Linked DNA regions of Mus musculus: region 1 is linked to region 2. The links are chromatin contacts, called in public Micro-C maps. All regions are on one chromosome and are shown on one strand. The core of a region is the stretch at or near the end of the contact, and the rest is flanking DNA. Distances in the headings are between cores, read along the strand shown.

Region 1 (6,114 bases), core at 465-2,964, 170 kb before region 2:
GAAATGTTGGCTAGGTATGTGGCCACACAGGATTTTCTTACACTATACCTGGGAACTGGACCTATCCATCATAGGCAAACCTTCAGCAGCTCAGAATCTTCCCCTCTGGGCAAGGCTTTTGCTATTGAGATTACTTTATAGCCCAGAGCAGCTGAGAAATCATGTTTCATTTGGGTAAGAAGATCCCAAAAGACAAGTTTCTCCTCCATAATCAATAAGAAAATGTCATGTGTACAGATACACACACACACACAGAGACATGCATACACATGTATGTGCGCATGTGTATACACACACATATCTAAGTAGGGCATTAATTGATATCTCTTCAGTGGAAACATTAGAACAAATGATAACAGTCTTTCTGAGAACATACAAGTACCAGTGTCCTACTTTCTGAAAATAAGAGCTCTATCATGTCAGCTCATGTATCCTTGCTTTATTTAATGACACTTTCAAGGACAAAAACAGTTTTGTTCCCTAAACCATCTCTCCTGAATCATTGAGAGGCTTTCTATGTCATAGATCCAGGATCAGTCTTTCTCATCCTGATAGAGTCCCCAGTGGAATCCACTGATCTGTGTCATGTCTCCCTGACATTACCCATTTTCAGGTCATTTAGATCTACTCACAAGCATTCACATTCTGCATTTTCTAAAAGCACACATCCAACCAAGCACAGTCAAATTAGATCATGTTTCTAGACTAGGCAGTACAATGAGATAAGAAGTGGGCACAAGTTCTGGACTCTTCCCTGATTCAACCTACATCCTAGATGATCTTAAGAGCATCTGTGATTTTGCTGAGCATTTCTTGGCCTCTATTTTGCTTTTCTTCAAAACATTAAGCTCCTCAAACACATTTCTTCATTATATCTCATTTTGACAAACTCTTCTGCTTATAATCTCCATGTCCTGGGACAGCCTGATATGTAGATAAAATTTAAGAAAGTAAGAATAGAAAAGGATGAATGGGAATGGGAAATCAATAAAGGAAACAGTGGAGGAAGGAGAAACTAGTACAGGGCATATAGAAATTTGAGCCCCACCTTCCCTGGTAATGAAAAGCACAAACAATATTTTCAGCAGTTGAGCATGGTTCTATGATAGCATTCTGAAGTTGAAGTTTGCTTCTGAGCTTTGGCTTACCATTTATAAAATGAAGAATAATATTTATCTGAAATCAGTGATTTCAGATGTAACCAAATTAATGCCCATGAACATATCTACTGTACTGGTTCTCAATCTTTCTAATGCTATGACTCTTTAATACAGTTCCTCATGTTGTGATAATCCCCAGCTATAAAATTATTTTTGTTACAACTTCATAACTGTAACTCTACTACTGTTATCAATCACAACGTAGATATCTGTGTCTTCCAATGGTCTTAGACAATCCCTGTGAAAGGGTTGCTTCATCCAGAAAGGGCTTAGGACCCACAGGTTGAGAATGGCTAGTCTAGAATGTGTAGTAAAAATACTTAAGAGAGGTTTTTAGATTAATGTGTGTATTTAAATTATCAATGATCTGCCAACTGTTAAGTCCTCTAATGACTCTATTGGATTTCATTCTCTGGAAACCTGGAGGAAAGTAAGTACAATATATGGACTAGATTCTACAAATGGAAATTTTTGCTGGGTACATTTCCTACAAAACCACATCTAATACAGTGGAATGTGATGACTCAGTCCATCTCTAGTCACTGCTACAACTGCAGGGTCAGTTGTTTAACAGGACAGCTCATTGCTTACCTCACACCTTGATAACTGTCAAAGGAGTCTGAGTTTTAAATAGATCCTGGAGCTCTGATCGACACACAGGATGGAGGTAAATGAAGCAAACTTTGTACATACTCTAAAAAAATTTTTTTTTTCCTTTTCTGATGGACAAAAACAACCAAACCAAACCAACACATAAAAACAACGCATTTAATTTTCTGCTTCAAAATTTGTATTAAACTTCTCTACAGTTGAAGAGTTTTGTCACAGTCTCTCTGATGCTGTAGGTTTTAGGCAAAGCAATTTATATTTGTTTGTTGACAAGGGAAAACACATGTGGGATGCACCATCCAGTCTCCCGAATTGACTTGCCATAGAAACTCTTTTAGAAGTGAGCAAGAAAATATTATGTAATCCCTCAAAACTTCCAGCAATATTTCAAAAGTGGTTTTGGCTCTTTCAAGACCAAGAAAGCTCTCATTCAAGAGGAGATAAAACTTCTGACACTGTGAGAGTGAGCAAGGGGCAGCTGTCTTTAGGTAATAAGGGAAAAGGTCACATGAAGAAAATTGCAAGTTACTCACAAATGATGCAATGAGAATGGAGTCTGGGGTTTAAAGGAAGATAAGAGTTAAAATGGCAGAGACCAAAGCACTGAGAAAGATGAATAAGAGGGTGTACAGATGACCATGAGATAGCCATGCTAGACATATAGACAGAGCACTAAGCCATGGACAAGTCAGCCACACCCTGTTTGCCCAAAGACTTTGAGAAATGTATATGAAGAGCACTACTGTCCTTTCATACATTCTGAATTTGAATAAACCTGACTACAGCAGACTTGCTCTAAGTAAGGAGGGCTACAATCAAGAAGCTTCTACCTAGAAGGCCGTCCCAGACCTCCACAGACAAAAAACTAACTGCAGCTACATCTCTGTAGCTATGGCAAACTTAACTCTGTGCCATAGTAAAGATAATGTCTGGTTGTGTAAAGGTGAGAACAAAAAGAACATTGTCTAACTAACAACTGGGGAGAGTCCCACAAGATGAGAGCATCAACATAGGCTAGTGACCAGCAGCTAGCAGACAGCCAAAGTCTAACAGACCACAAATCAGAGATGGCCAGAGAGGGCCGTTCAATCGCCTTTCAGCTGTGTGGGTAGGGAGCACATGAAGAGTACATGATCACCTTCCTGGTTGGGTCATGGGGCCAGGTATAGAAAGTGTGATCTCATATTGACTCAGCTCATTATTACACAGAGTCAGTATCACATTAATGTCCATAAAATGGCCTCAGCCCTTGTCCAGGTTCAGCTATTGGCTTAGAGAAGGGGGTTTATCTCTCTCTCTCTCTCTCTCTCTCTCTCTCTCTCTCTCTCTCTGTGTGTGTGTGTGTGTGTGTGTGTGTGTGTGTGTGTAATTTCAAACTCAAGAGACAACTTGTGAGAATTGGTTCTATCTTTCTACCATGTGAGTTCTAAGGTTGAAAATTAAGTTTTGAACCATTTGACCAGCCTAATTTCTCACCCTACTTTTTTGTAGTAGTTCTAATAAAACCTGCCTCAGCTTTGCATATTCCTATAACAGTCTGTGTTACTAATCTGAACTCATATAATACAACAAATTCAGAGCTGCTGTTCCAGATCAGTCTTCTATACCAGCATTCTAGGTTCTTGAATCATGCACAATTGGGTCATGAAAGATGCCATTGGTCTCAAACAACCGTCATAATTAACAGGACATCTTTATCAGGTAAGAGTTAAAGAAAAAAAAATCAGTGAAGGAAGACTTGAAGAAATAACTGAATTGACGGTACAAAAGAAAATATCTAAAAGTTTGTCAGGGGAGCTTTTCTAAGTATCTGAAGATTTTAGACAAGTACTAACCCTTGGGTTTATACATTTAAAAACTAGATTTTACACTGGATGATGAGCTGTAAAGGCTTTAGTTCATATCCATCTGACAACAAATTGATTAATATGTCACAGTACCAATGTATTAAGTTATTTTGAGAAATGTTAACCCTTTTAGTATATAAAAATGCTGAGTCATGATTCCCAACTCACAGTGGGCATGCAAAAATGGCTGTTAACTATGTAAAATGTTTAGTCAACTTAATTAATACAGACTATGGGTCAGGCATTGGGCTTAGCATCGGGATGTTGTGGTGAGCAAGTTCAAGAACAAGCTTGCCCAGTGGAAATGTTTGTATAGGAAACTGATGAGCATGCAGACAGACATCCAATGAAGAGAATCTGTTTTCATAAAGCTAGAATCAGTCAGCTGCTGAAGGGTTGAATATTTATACTTTCCCGTGAAGTTAAGAAGAGCTGGCCCCAGGCTTTTATATCATGAACACAATATCTCAACCCTGTTATGTCCTTTCCTGGATCACTGCAGTGTCAAGTACAGGGCTGCCCATGATTTCCTTATAATCCTCTTGTGATCCTCATCAACACTGCCAAGGCTTAGAAATATCCAGACATCTACAAAAAAATAAAGTGTTGTATACTCAAATCTAGGAGTACATTATTAACAACGGTAATTGGAATGTTAAATTTTGTTACTGTTATTGATGTTTTCTTAAATTTTGGTCCTGGTGATAGAAACTCTAGCCTCATGAATGCTAGGCAAACTTTACTCCCGAACTATATCTTTAACTATTATGTCCTTTATCTTTTAAGTTTTCATTTTTGAAAGAGGTCACACTACTTGTCCCCTGGGTTTACCTTGAACTCATCAAAGACTGACCTTCCATTTGTGATCTGGATGATGTAATTAGTCATCCACCATCGTGCCCAGCAACTGTCAACATTTCAACTATGATTATACTGGGGAAAAACAGTCACAAAGTAATTAAAACAAACCAAGAGGGAGAATGCACAATAAATGATAGCCTTTGGTAAATAAGAAAGCACTAGGTGTCTTCCCACATCTGTATAGCAATATCAATATCTATGTGTATAGCCACTCAATGGGCCTTTTGTAAATTGTGTAATAAGCAATACAAATATATTAATGTATTGTCATGTGATGTCTAACTTTAGAAACTGAAAATCAAGCTGTCCACAGTATGTTTCCTTCTGAGGGCCACAAGGGAGAAACTGACCTCCTTTCCTCCCTTTTGGTGGTTTGAGGGCAATCTTTGGCATTTCTTAACTAATAGAAACACCATTTCCATCCCCACCTTCTTTTGACTATGGCGTCATTTTTATGTGTATTTATCCCAATGTTCTAAATCATTCCTTTGAGTGAGGCCATCATTGGATTGGGTTCACTTTCCCAAGTATCTCTTACCTTGATATTCTCTGAAGATAACTCATTTCCATGTAAGGTTACATTCTAGGGTGCGAGGAGACAGACATCAACATATCTTTGGAGGCAGTACAGCCCAACTCATAATGTAGTTGTAATTCACAGAAGAATTTTGAGCAAGTACTCAAGATGTTGGCTGTGACATTCTCTAAGGTATCTCACTGTGAGATAAGGGGAACTTCACTTTTGAGCTTTTATTTTGCATTACTACTTCAATTTTATAACCCTGAGCATATGACATTTCTTTGAGTAAAAAATTACAACCCTTAATACCTAAATGAAACTTTCTTCATTATTATGGAAATAGGCAGCCTAGCTTGTAAGAGAAAATGGGTAGTTGTCCCAAACATTTCACATTTGAAGTGAATACTTCAAAAAAAAAAAAAGAAAGAAAGAAAGATCTAGACTCTGTTTCAAGTGTACATATTGCTTTATAAATGTGAGTAATTAGGATTGTGAGCTACTTGTACTGTACTTGTGTAATCCCACTGGATCCAATACCCAGCATATTTCTGGCCAGCAACGGAGGCAAACCGCAGTACCTGTGGCCCATTTCTGACTCACCAGAGCTTATTAGCTAATAGCAAATGCCAATGTATCTGTTCTTAAAAGGTGGATTAGCATGGAATTTGCTGCCTCTGCTATGATCCCTTAAAAGGGCTGCAATCACAGAGCCCAGCAAGGCTATCTGAGGCAGGCTCATTCCTGCTGCATGTGCATCTGGCAGATCCCCTAAGTGGTTCTTCAGTGTCGTGCCTCTAAGGCCACAAGTGTGCATTTCCTGGGGCTGAGCCAAGGACTGTCGGGACGTGCCTTTCATCAGGGCATCCAAGGCCAGTACCCCCAAAATTTATTTCAGCTGTCACTCAGCTCAATTCTCACTTCTACGTCGAGAGGAGTCAGCCAATCAAACCTTTGATTTTTAGGGTATGACGCTTGTACCTTTATAATTCTAGACGTCAGTGAAGTAATCAAGGGTTTTCGTGTAAATAGAGCAAGCCTATTAAATTCCTCCAACCACAATGTTTGTTTTCTTTATCATTTTGCTGAACATGTGGCATCTACAGCTGTATAGAAGGGC
Region 2 (6,965 bases), core at 2,402-4,901:
GTATATTGAACCAACTCTGAGACATGGAAAAATCAATACATTTAAGTAGACTCCTTCAGAATGAGAAAACTTTTCAGTAGGTCAACTGCTAGCATCCAATGAAAGGGAAAGTTTAATACACAGCCTTGGTCACAACTGGGGTTGAAGCACACAGAAGAAAGACTATTTTCCTTCCTATTTAGTGTTCAAGTTTTCCCAAGAGTTAATTGTAAAAGTTGGGGAAAAAACAGATTGTTGAAAGAAATAGCTAGAAATAGGGTATAGCTAAGACTTCCTAATTTATCACTGGACTAAACCACTCTAATTTTTTTAAAAAGACCTGACACTGATTCCATTTTTTAAAAGCCTGGCAAATTAAGACAACTCTAGTAACAAATGTTAAAAACAATAGCTGTAATGATGGCATGTGGCTTGTATTTGCTTGCTTTGTGTCGTGCATTTACATTACAGCCAGCCTGTATAGTTTTTATACTGAGCACCGGGTACCACACCACTTGAGAGAGATATTATTACTAACAACCTCAAAAGTCACTTTAATGGTGTTAGTGCTCTCATGTATGTCGAACAGGAAATGCAAGCTCTAACAGGTGCATTTTATCCCGTTCCTACAGCTGTGAAGGCGCATGGCTGGGCATAGAGTTGCCTGAGTCTGTCTGCCCCTCATCTTTCCATCCCACCATGTCTAATGAAACCAGAGCACTGCACCACATGGTGACAAAAGTGTGTGTCCGTTGTCAGTGTTTCCGTACCATTTTTGTGTTCTGGGCACTGAAATGGTAACCGCTTTGCTCCCGGAAGGAATTTCTATGCTTTTATTTTTTTTCTCTGGAATTCTCTGTCCTGAGATGGTGGGCAAATCGAAGACCTAATGTGTTTCATTTTCTAGAGGCTACTCCAAAAATGATTCAGTGGGGCCACAGAACTCCTGAAACCTGAGCCTGACTTTCCCAGACAGCTAATCGCTTCACCATCCAGTCTCCACCATTACTGCATGTGCCAGATGCCTTAGCAAATAGAACCTTCATGCTTAATTTCCAGACCACAGTTCCCAGACCGCAGAAGTTTGATGGCTACATTTTTTTTTTGCTATTCCATCATTTCTATTTATGTGACTAGATATATTTTTAGAGCAGGTTTAAAAAAGATGTGGGGGGAAAGCCCACCCCAAAGAACTTCCTGGTCTAATAGAGAGGATGCTGGAGTCTTCACATCAGCAGAAGGAACAGGATGTTGGCTGTTGCTACAACATATTTGGTTCAGCAGTGGGCTGTCATTTATCTGAGGGGATGTCTGGTTGTAGGAGGAAGGGGGAGCAAATGGTTCTGGTTATTTATGGATCCCATGAATTTTCATCAATAGGCACCATGCACTTCCAATGTTGATAAGCATATCTATTCTAGAGTTCACCAAACACAAAATGCTTGGTAATATGTCCACTTATTTCCTGTGGGAAAAGACTAGCAAAAGAAAGAGAGAAAATAGCCATTTCATATCTCTCTTCCCAGAGACAAGTATGTTTAAAACTGAGCACACTGCTCTGGATTGTTCGATTTGTATGTGAATGTATGTGTGTGTAAGTATGTGTACATACATGTGCATACATACAACTTCTGGTTTTTAAACAAAAACTAAGGCATAACTTTAAATCCTACATGTTCACATGACTAGTTTTTCACTTGAATACACACCATGAACATCTTCCTCTGGGGGGGGGGGGACCTCACTTTTTCAAATATCTAACGGGCTCTATAAGATGCTGGCTGCTTAGATTTTTTCCTACTAACAGAGTATGCATAGTGACATCTTAGTAACTCAAGATTTGTTCGATATCTCTTATTACCATAAATTAAATGAGTAAAGGTGGGCTTTAATGGACTGTAAGTCCTGTACATATTCAAAGAGAGTAAACTGTACCAGAGTAAAGTGGCTTCAGGGGACAGTCTAAATATAGGAAACACCATGTTTATCACACTCAGTAATAAACCATTATTTTAAAAGCTGGTCATATAATTTATCTTAATATGGTGATAATTGGCACTATTAGTCTTACAGAAAAAAATGTATCTTTTTCTTTACAAAAACACCTGTTTGGCTTTCTTTTCTTTTCTTTTTTTGTAGTTGTGTAAGATTTTAGTTGGGAGGGGGGGTTGTGATTTCTTTCTGCACACAGCATGAGAGTAAAACCTGAATTTGTGGGTTCTGAGATCTATGTAATAACTGTAATACTTTGCAGCAGCATAAACCATCTGGAGCTAGTAGACATGTCTGTGTTGCAGTAAAAATGTCTTGAAATCCAGGGGAATTTGACTGATGAGCTCTGGTTTGCCAGACCCTGAGATAGACCCCTGGACCTGGTCTTTACAGATAAGATTGAGAAAACACAAGGCATTGTACCCCCCAGAATGGCACAACTTAGAACAAAACTTTGTGGAAGTATAAAATGGGGGTGAGTGGAAGATGATTTGGGGGTGAGACATGTCTTGTATTTTATAACCCTGTGTGGGGTTTAAGGAAAGCCTGAAATCCCCTGTAGCGTAGGTGACTACGCTAAGTAATTGCATCACATCTGAAACTACTTTTAACTTGTTTCCTGTTGTGCTCTAAACAGGAGCTCTTCTGCATCTAAGTTTCTTAAACAAAGCTCACTTGGTAGCCTGCTCTTCGGGAGTAAGGGGAGAGAGAGACAGCCCCCATAGGTGGAGGAAGTACAAAGAAGACCCTGTCCACTGGCTGGGGAGGTATAGCTCAGATGGTAGAGTTCTTGCCTTACATACATGAATCTCTGAGTTCTGTCTCTATCACTTCATAAAACTGGGTGTGCCAATGACCCAGTCCTAGAATACCAGTGCTTAAGACATAGATGCAGGAGGACCACACATTCAGGATCATCTTTAGCTATATGACATTCTGATGATGGGTAAAGTTCCACCACAGAAGGGTCCCTGGTGACCTTGAGAAGAGGGGAGGGACCTGAGAAAAATCTTGATAGAATGTAGTTCTGTTGCCCAAATCTTCTGAGGTCCCAGGAAAATGCTACTTTCTTTGTCTCACAGTTGTGTGAGGCAACATCCTGATAGGAAGTAGATGTGTCTCTGCATCCTGGAGCAAAACTCATTTGAGACAAAAGAGTTCTAATCAAGATGGTGAAGGATCCAACAATAGTGGGAAGCCATGGGCACCAGAGGCATGGAGACCAATTTACAGGGAGAAATCTGTCACCAATAACCACTGAAGCCAAGCAAGGAGGGGCCTCTGCTATCACCTAGAGTCCTGCACAGCCAGAGTCTTAGAGGATGTCTAGGAGGGTGAGACTCTTGAAGTAGTGGCTGTGCCTGTGGAATCAAAGTGCCCGGACAACATGCAATTTAGAGAGCAAGTAAGATTGAGTGATGGAGTCCATAAATGTCAGCCAGCTAAGCTACTGAGAAAGGCAGAGTGGGCTTGGAAATGTGGTACTGTGCTGGAAAGTAGCCAGCCACTTTATTTGGGTAGCTGAAAAAGGATATTACCAGAGATCTGGTGAGTTTGAGATACCAGCATTGTAACACTCTGCCAAATCATTTCATGAGAAATGGTATTATGTTACTGTAGTTGTTTGCTTTCAACATAGCAACAGCACTAGTTGCCTGGGCCATCGACACACGTGGCTCACCCTTGCTGCTTGCTTCTGTTTGCTTTTTAAGAGTCCAATAAATCCACTAAGTTCATCTCCATGGGTATCTCTGTAAGGTTTCCTTTTTTCCTGGGGTAGAAGAAGAATACTCACAACACTATATAAAAGAAAGAATTTAAATGGAAAAAAAAATGTGCCCTCCAAGTTCCTCAACAGCATTGTGCTGTACCTGCTGGCAAAATAGAGTTGAATTTAGGCCACATCAAACACTCTAGGAGTGACTGAAAAATTTTGATTCTGAGTTATGTGTATTCTGAGGGAGTGGGGGTAGATCTGTTGACTGCAGATGAGTCACTTCCAGTGTTGGAAGAAGGTCAAGAAAGATGATAACTTACATGTGTCTCCTTGTGCAGACATGTTTTCTGTCTGATGGCCACCAACGAGCTTTCTTGCCTAAATAAACCTGGTGGCTTCTTGAGGGCACACAGATAACTACTCCTCAATTTAATTTTTAGTATAAGAGGTCTACCTGTCTTTGCTCAAGAATTAAATTAATCAGATGTGTTTCCTAATAAAATTAGAGGGAAGAAGATAAAAGCAAATACATGATTCTTTTCCCATCACTTTGGCTTCCTGTTTGAAGGATTCGCTAGTCAGAAAAAAAAAAAAAGAAAGAAGTGTTTTCTTTTAAAATGAAATTTAAGATGACATTTAGAGACAGGTGTGGTGGCCTTTAATCCTAGCACTTGGGAGGCAGAGGTAGATCTCTGTTTGAGGCCAGCCTGGTCCACAGAGTGAGTTCCAGGCCAGCCAGGGCTACACAGAGAAACCCTGTCTTGCAAAAACCAAAACAAACCAACAACTCCAACAAAGCACATGCAGCTGCAAAGGGCAGGTACCAGGGATGCAGAGATAGGAGGATAGTTCAGGCATGGCGACGATCCAGTCTAGCCAAGCTGATGAACCCTGGGTTCAGCGAGATACCAAGTCTCTAAAAGAGGTAGAAGGTAGGTGAAGACATGCAACATCAACCTCTAATGTCTGTCTACACCTACACAAGATACATGCTGACCTGCCTGCATGCCAACGAATACATAATTATGTATGTAGATATATGTGACATCACATACACAAGGGGCCATGACATTTTTTGATATTAAATTCTTGGTGCCAAAACAAATGTCCTCCACACTGTGTGATTCATGGTTTATCAACAGCTTTATCAGGTTCCTGATCACCTGTCAATAGAGCAACGGGAACACTCAAGGATGCCCTCCTCCTTTCAAAGTACCTCAGACCGCAGACCCAATATTGGTTATTTAATGCTTTATCTATAGATCTAAGGAGGCCTTGCCTTGTCAGGAGATCCGTAATTACTATTTCTGCTGATGCTGCAGATCAAATTCCATTTGTTAGGCTTCCAACCTTCATTACTCTATTAACCCCAGGTATCCTCCCTAACCACCATCTCTCCTTCAGTCTTCCATTCACATGGTTGTTTATTCTGGTCTACAACACTGGTATCTGTTAATAAAGATGCTGCTGACCAAGTATCAGGTGCACCCATCAAGAAACCAAGAAGCAGGCGTTGATCTTGTTTTTTTTGTAATTAACTCAATTCTCCATGCAATTACCAGGCTCCAGATGGTAATGAAGCACAGGCAGCCAGGCTGTAAGATGTGTATCCTGCAACCTAGCTTCATTGGTACTACCAAACATGCTTTGTCTCTACTAATCAGTTTCCCTGAGGATCAATGAGCAGAAATACCCAGAAAGAACTTCTACTTCTTTGGTCTAGTCACCAGTTTATACCTCACGAATATCAGACACAGCTTACCAATCATTCAAAGAGAAAGTGAACCTATTAATTTGTATTGTGATTTAAAAAAAAATGGGATCGCCAAAGATATCCAATTAACAAGTGGCCATGTTAGGAACATTGTACATATCACCCGTCTTGCAAGAGCAGCTGAGGCAATGATAGTGACCCAGGGAAGAGTGTTCAGACACCTTTTTCTTTTTAGTTCCATTTTTCTCAAGACTGGACTGTACACAAGAATTTCGAGATTTATATATACAAAACTATGCAAGACAATTCAAGAAGTTTCTCACTAGCAGTGATGGTCCTTCATAGATTTACCTCATATGTTAGAGCAAAATGCTAGCTGCCACCACTGTGCATCTAATGGGTCTCGGTCTTTGTCAGTAGAGTAATTCTGTAATTTGTTTTTTACAAACTCCTGAAAGTTTCCAGAAGTCTGATTCGTGATATCTGACTATAAAACAAGAGTAACCCTGAAAAGCATCATAGTCATTTTATCTTAAACTGCTTTAAAGAGTGTGTGCACATGAGTGCTTGTGTGTCCTGTAGCAGACATGAAGTGGATGAGAGGGGACTGAATATAGAACACGTTGTCCTGCTATGCTAAGCTTTCTCTCCTTTTGCATGCGGTATGAAGACACAGCCCTGTTGCTTCCGCCCTGCTTTTCTGGGGCTCTGAGGAGAAGCAACATCCTTTCTCTGCAGCCGCCACCTTCCTCCTCTGCATTGCTCTGCAATTGTTCTTAGGGGAAGTGGAAGCCTCTTTAATGACTTCCGCAGGACCTCAGCAGAACTTCCTGTAGCCCTGCTCCTATCCCACTTTACACTGTTGTGACTGTCCTCTGCACACTTGGGGAATATCTGTACATTCTCTCTTCCTGGTTAATTTTTGAAATAAGGATGAAATTTGCATTTGGCTGATTCATGGACCTCCTTCCTGACACCCACATGGTATACGTTGCTCTCTCTCACCTTCCCTTCTGCAAGGTCCACCGAGGGCCACAGCTTTGTGTTCAGAATTTGGTGGTGTGCTTGGCGTGGCCGCTGCCAAGACTTGGAGTTTTCTATTTCTTAGGATAGGAAGGAAATCCATTCTTCCAGACTGCGAAGATACCATAGGAAGGTCCAGAAAAGAAAAGGTTGCTGATATGCTACCCATAAGGCTTGAAATAATTAACCAGTGGCTCGACATTGGAGAATCTCTGCCCTTAACTGTGCAAAGTCATCCAATATAGGAGCTGTGTAGCTGGGGGTCAGGAATCTTGGGGGACTGGTCTATCAATCAGTCCTCCTGTATTCAAATTGGATGTGTCCTCTAGGTTCCAGCACAAATGACCCAACCACTTTCCACCATAGCTTACTCTGCATTTAAGCCAGGACTGGTCCACATTCCCTGACATTCTATGAAGATCTGCTTTCATTGCTTTTCCAGCCAATGGAACACAAAACCCCAGAGATGCAGGAAACTGTTTGCAACAGGGGCTGTTTTCTACCTCTGAATGCTGGCACTTAAAGCCACAGGCTATAAAT

What was found. A called contact is a pair of places that touch in the nucleus more often than the background predicts.
Region 1: a Micro-C map of muscle stem cells shows a contact between it and region 2, with 4 times the contacts expected there. The contact joins two enhancer-like sites. A contact is called at or near these places in 1 of 15 datasets of contacts at CTCF or cohesin (the NIH/3T3 cell line) and 1 of 484 Hi-C or Micro-C datasets (muscle stem cells).

The regions. Positions count from the first base shown.
Region 1 is chr15:56,013,916-56,020,029 of GRCm38.p6, reverse strand. No RefSeq gene overlaps it. Among named protein-coding and RNA genes, the nearest start is that of Gm46516, 94 kb to the right of the region's middle. Within about 2 kb of position 1,714, at least 12 of the 459 cell types and tissues checked have an H3K27ac peak or open chromatin away from gene starts, as enhancers often do. A contact at or near this core is called in muscle stem cells, where this site is marked.
Region 2 is chr15:55,844,092-55,851,056 of GRCm38.p6, reverse strand. All of the region lies in intron 1 of Sntb1 (syntrophin, basic 1), which reads left to right. Among named protein-coding and RNA genes, the nearest start is that of Sntb1, 59 kb to the left of the region's middle. Within about 2 kb of position 3,651, at least 49 of the 459 cell types and tissues checked have an H3K27ac peak or open chromatin away from gene starts, as enhancers often do. A contact at or near this core is called in muscle stem cells, where this site is marked.